2 separate regions of the Mus musculus genome follow, and region 2 is linked to region 1. A link is a contact called in public Hi-C data. All regions are on one chromosome and are shown on one strand. The core of a region is the stretch at or near the end of the contact, and the rest is flanking DNA. Distances in the headings are between cores, read along the strand shown. Region 1 holds the start of Ppcs (phosphopantothenoylcysteine synthetase). Region 2 holds the start of Zfp691 (zinc finger protein 691).

The links. Hi-C and Micro-C count contacts between places; a contact is called where the count stands out from the background.
Region 2: a contact with region 1 is called in a Hi-C map of CD8 T cells, with 1.8 times the contacts expected there. The contact joins the promoter of Zfp691 here to the promoter of Ppcs in region 1. A contact is called at or near these places in 12 of 39 promoter capture datasets (the HPC-7 cell line, cranial neural crest, fetal liver and 8 more), 5 of 484 Hi-C or Micro-C datasets (CD4 T cells, CD8 T cells, double positive thymocytes and 2 more), 1 of 115 datasets of contacts at active chromatin or transcription factors (embryonic stem cells) and 1 of 9 other capture datasets (adipose tissue).

Annotation. Positions count from the first base shown.
Region 1 is chr4:119,421,014-119,423,844 of GRCm38.p6, reverse strand. It overlaps Ppcs (phosphopantothenoylcysteine synthetase), which reads left to right and starts at 1,425. Exons shown (of 3, transcript NM_026494.4): 1 at 1,425-1,999; 2 at 2,162-2,265. The coding sequence starts at 1,492. Zmynd12 (zinc finger, MYND domain containing 12) reads right to left here and starts at 1,161. Exons shown (of 8, transcript NM_001014900.2): 1 at 850-1,161. The coding sequence starts at 959.
Region 2 is chr4:119,172,881-119,175,655 of GRCm38.p6, reverse strand. It overlaps Zfp691 (zinc finger protein 691), which reads left to right and starts at 1,461. Exons shown (of 2, transcript NM_001145936.1): 1 at 1,461-1,518. It overlaps Ermap (erythroblast membrane-associated protein), which reads left to right. Exons shown (of 13, transcript NM_013848.3): 13 at 1-199.

The sequences.
Region 1 (2,831 bases), core at 176-2,675:
AAGGTCAGTATCCTAGTTTTGTGAGGCCCAAAATAGAGTCTAGGGCAGGGGATGTGACTTAGTTGGTAGTTTGTCTAGTATGCACGGTGCCTTGAGTTCTCTCTCTAGTACTACACAAACCAGGCATGGCAACACATACTTGCAACTCCGGCCCTTGAGGGGTGTGGGTACGATGTTCAAAAGTTCAATTCTTAGCTTACATAGTGAGTTTGAGACCAACTACATGAAACTCTCTTATAAAAAAGGATGGGGATGGTGTTAATGCGAATACATTTAAACCCCTCGCATCTTGAATTACTACCTCTCCTACATTCAAACTCCCTTAGCTGTGCACTGGCCAATAGTCTTTCTTCTAGTCCTGAAGAACACGTCTTCCCTACTTAAGAACCCTACCTGTGCCTTTGTAGGGCAAGAACACCGGCTCTTTAGCTCCTTAACTTCAGACCAATCGTCTACTCTGAGAGAAGCTGTCTGCCCAATTTCTCCTCCCATTTCCTTTGACTTGCCATTTCTCCCTGAAATTATCATTTGTCTACTTCTCTGTCTTCAGAGTTCTCCTTGAGCTTTGAGAGGAGAGATCTACAGAAATGGCCCCATTATGTTCAGCACCAGGAAGGGTTTGCAACACAGTAACAGTAGGAGCCCCGCAAAACATCAGGCAAAAAACCCAGCAGAGCCGGAGAAGACGCAGAGGAAGCCACAGAAGTCTTAGACACGCGTCTTCAAGCCTGCTCTGGACTTGTGGGGTCCCTGGCAGGAAAGGCCACAAAGGACAGACACACGAGGCCAGACCCGTGTTGGGAGACAGGGAGGGAGCAGAGGCACCAGGCACCATGTTCCAGGGCCTACCAGTAATAAGTGACTGTACAGGCCGTGCACATCCGCTCGGCCGGGGCTTCGCACACCTCACAGGAGAGCCGGCGCCCCTTGGGCACCGCCAGCGGGTAGATCACGTTCATGGTGCGGCCGGCGGCGTCGGTCTCCAGGACGGTTGCCTGGCTAGCATCCGCAAGGCTGAGGTGTCACGTGACAACCACGGGCCAGCCCGGACGTCGGGATTTCAAGGGCAAGGGGGAGGGGCGGGACTGACTGCGACAATTGGGGAGGGGAGAGCACAAACTCTAAATCTCAAAGGTTAAATAGCCAGAACTTGACTGCCATGTAGCCCGAGCCTGGGGAGAACTATACGGTGGCCGGTATAGGTCAAAAACAACCATTTCGTTTTCCAAACTAGGAAATCCACAGGAAGCATAATTTTTCTGGATTTTCTAGATACGTTCTTCCTCTAGACGCTTCCCGACGGGCTTTCCCAGAACAGGCAAGCATTTCGAGCCTTAGCGAGATCAGGACCTACTGGCGGACATAGGAAAGGGAATGACCATAGTCACTATTTGCGGCTGCGCGCAGCCCAGGTATCCGGAAGGGGGCGTGGCGCCAGCGGCCCGGCGTGCCCGGGCGCTGTGGTTCTACCGTGGGGTGACTACAGTGCAGATGGCGGAAATGGACCTGGTGGCTGAGTTGCCGCGTCCTGCGGGTGCTGCGCGCTGGGCCGAGGTTATGGCTCGCTTTGCGGCCAGGCTGGGCGAGCAGGGCCGGCGGGTGGTGCTGATCACATCTGGAGGCACCAAGGTCCCCCTGGAAGCGCGAGCCGTGCGCTTTCTGGACAACTTCAGTAGCGGGCGACGCGGAGCCGCGTCGGCGGAGGTCTTCCTGGCTGCCGGCTATGGAGTCCTGTTCTTGTACCGAGCGCGCTCGGCCTTCCCCTATGCCCACCGCTTCCCGCCCCAGGCCTGGCTGTCAGCCCTTCGGCCTTCTGGCCCAGCCCAGTCGGGCAAGCTGAGTCTGGAGGCCGAAGAGAATGCGCTCCCGGGCTTTGCTGCAGCATTGCAGAGCTACCAAGAGGCAGCCGCTGCCGGCACCTTTCTGGCTGTAGAGTTTACCACTTTGGCGGATTATCTGCATCTGCTGCAGGCTGCTGCCCTGGCTCTCAGTCCATTAGGTGAATGTTCCAAGGAAATCCAAAGGTTTTCCTGGCTGTAGAGCCGTTCTCCCTAGCCTCTTTTCCCTATTGCTTGCTGCCTACCCCACAGCCAAGGAACCCGAGTTAAAGAAAAGATTCCATGCCCTTCCCCGATTTCTTATACTCCGTTTATCTTCACAGGCTCTTCTGCGATGTTTTACCTGGCCGCGGCAGTGTCAGATTTCTATATTCCTGTCTCCGAAATGCCTGAACACAAGATCCACTCATCTGGTGGCCCACTGCAGGTGATGGGCTCTTCTCTTCCAGAGATCTGACCCCCTCTAACCAATCTTGGGTTACTTTCCTCTTGATCTGGATGGCCTTTCAGCCTTCTGTATGAGCTAGGCACTGGGAATACAGAGATGAATAAGACACTGCCCTCAAGGATCTCACAGTCTAGCGAGGGCCTGGACACCAGCCATAATCACAGATCAGAATGATAAATGCTGTAGTGGAGGTATGTACAAAGTGCAGTCAGATCCCCGGGGTAGTGAGACGGGGGTGTCAGGGTGATGGAGATGACTCATCAAAAGATGGACAGAGGGCCTGATCAAGTGGGGAAGGTTATTCTAAGTGGAGTTACAAGTTGGAGTTTGCAACTGGGTAATGTTCTGTGAACCAAAGTGCTTTGGTAAGGCTGAAGAGGCATCTTGCCTCTTGGTATACACAACCTTTGTATTCCTTAAGACCCTTGAACTTTATCCTGTGGAGCCTGGAGACACAAAGGTGGAAGGAAAGACAAGACGTTGTTTGGATGCAGCAGCATCTTCCCTTTCATTGCAGCCCTCCAGGGACAGATGGGCTCTTCATT
Region 2 (2,775 bases), core at 212-2,711, 250 kb after region 1:
TACAGTACCCAAAAAGAATATTTTGTTTGTCTTTGTACAGTTATGAAATATACCCTTTAATACTTATTGCTTGGTATGTTGTCTTCATTATGAAAGAGGCTGTGGAGAAAACACATTACGGGGTTGGTTTCTGAATAGCTCAGCCACAATTCAAGCAAACTTTAGACATCATTCATAATAAACCCAGTTTTACTCCTGAGTCTGACTTTTGATGTTTTATTTTTATCAATTTATAAACTAATAGTGTGTAATAGATACTTACACGTCACACACATCCTCAGCTCCAAACATAATTGCTTGAGTAGCCAATCCTATTGGCTAACTAACTCATGCTAGTCTTACCTATTGAGAGAATTTACCAATAGAGAATAGAGCTATTTGTAGAAGCAGGAAATGTTTGTCTGTGTGTCTGCCTATTTGTCTGACTGTCTGTCTATCCACTCAGTCCTTATATCCTTACAATAGTTGTGCTAGGAATTTTATAGAGGAGAGAGGTGGGATTATAAAACTTGACCCTCTCTTTTTTCTTTCCTGATTTTGTGTGTGTGTGTGTGTGTGTGTGTGTGTGAGTGTGTGTTCTTGTGTGCAGGTTCTCAAATTGTCCAGAATTGGGCATTGGATCCCTTGGATCTGGAGTTACAGGTGGTTATAAACTACCTGATGTGGGCGCTGGGAATCCAGGTCCCCTGAAAGAGCTGTAAGTGTTCTTAATCACCGGGTCATCACTAGCTCTAAAGCTTTACCAGCTACAAAGACAACCATTGAAAGACCACACAAACAGGAAAAGCTCGTAGTTAGCTTACACATCAACTTTCTTTATCCTCTTTATCTTTCAAGTTCTTAATCTTTATTGTTCTTCAAAATAAAATCTGGGAAAAACAACAACCAGCCAACCAAACAAAAACCATCTCTGGATAACTTACTGGTCTATTATATCCAGATTGATGCGAGACTTTTGGGTTAACAGGATCACATAGGACACAGAAAAAAAAAACCAAAACCTACGTTGGGCCACTGGCCGACCTGGCTGGAGGTCATTCCTTGGGAGAGGACACTTAGCTTCTCGGACAAAGAGATCGAACTACTTTATTTTTAAATTCCTTTCCTGGTACATGTCCTTTTAATTTTAAACTATAAACTTTAAATGAACTGCGAGGTTTCTATCGAGGGCCACCGCTTCAAAAGACAAAAAGAAAAGAAACCTGATGACCTTAGAAGTGATGACAGCTTCACCGCTGAGTTCTGAACTGGGCAAATGTTTTCAGCGAAGCAAACCTCCGAACTACAACTCCCAGCATGCCGCGCACTAAACCAATGTTTATTGGCCGTCCTACTAGGTCTTGTGCAGTGTGACAGTTAGTATAGCCAATAGAGAGGAAGAACGTTCCCAGGATCCAATCCGAACGCTGTGAAGGCGGATCCTCTCTGGGTTCCGGCTCCGGCTCCTTCCCCCGCCCACCGAGGCGCCGCTGTCCCTGACCGAGCCGCGGGAGTGAAGTGGGTCGCGGCTGTGTAGAGGTGACGTGGGGGTTATGGGGGAGGCGAACGCGAGGCACGGGGCGCTTCGAGCCTGGCCCCTTCGCTCTTGCGAAGGCCTTGAAGGCTGATGTTTGGGAAGTTGCTGTTTTGCGAGTCCCAAAGGCCGCCGGGTACCGTGTGTCCCTCCGCTGCGATCACGTCCCCAGTCCTCGGATGACCCAGTCTTACTACCCTCCCTGCCTTACTGTTGGCCTTGGACCACTCCATGCCCCTCCCACACACCGTGTCTTTAGAGTCGCCCCTTGTACTCTTCCAGCTCCAGTCCCAACCTCATGGACATCTCTGAACCCAACTCTCGTCCTTCAGCTTTCCCAGCTGACTCCTCCAGCTTTATCCTCCTTCCCCACTTAACTAGGCTCTTTGGACACTGCTGCAGCCTTTGTCCCCTCTCCCAGGCCACCTCAGATTCTTTGGCTCCTTTGATGATCCGTCTCTGAATCGCTATGTAGCTCCGGTGAGTGCTTCCTTAATTTTTCACACTCTGTCCCCGGTCCTTCCAAGTTACTCCCGGTACCCTTGACTCGAACCCGGATCTAGAACTTTAATCTTTCGGACCCCAGCTTGGTCTCTTCCTTCTAATCCAGGCTCTTGTCCTTCATCGTCTGTGATCACCAAGCCTCATCTTCTTGCCTTGTTCTTAGAACTCATCCCTCCTCCGCACTCTTGCTGGCGACTCTGTGCTGCTGAGCTCCGAGGAAGAAAACCCCACATGCACTAGGTCTCTTCTCCCTCCGATCTTTGTAATGCAAGGTGACTTTGTGTTATTTCCACACTGCCTTTTCAGTCAGGGATGGACTCTCCGTCTCTGCCAGCCTTGGTCCTGCTCATCTGTCTATTTTGCAAGTCATAGTTTAAATTTCACCTCTTCAGTGAAGCTCCCTCCCTGCCCTCTTCAGAGAGGTGCCTTCTCATTTCCTAAGTGCCGTAGCACCGTCTCTACCTCCAGTCCTGGTGGAATGGTTAAAAACCTCAGCTTTGGAGGAATCAACTTGGGCTTCAGTTTTGCCACCTACTGTGTGCTCTTAGGCACGTGACTTGATTTCTCAGAGTTTCAGTTTCATCATTTCTAAAGTAAGTATGAGAAATTAATAGTTGAGCTAGATGTAGCGGCTCATGCCTTCAACCCCAGCACTCGGGAGGCAGAGGTGCTGTAAAAATGAATTGAGATGGTGCATTGGACCGCTTAGCCCTAGGTCGAGTGCTCTGTAGGACCTTTAAAAAATATGAGCTGTTATG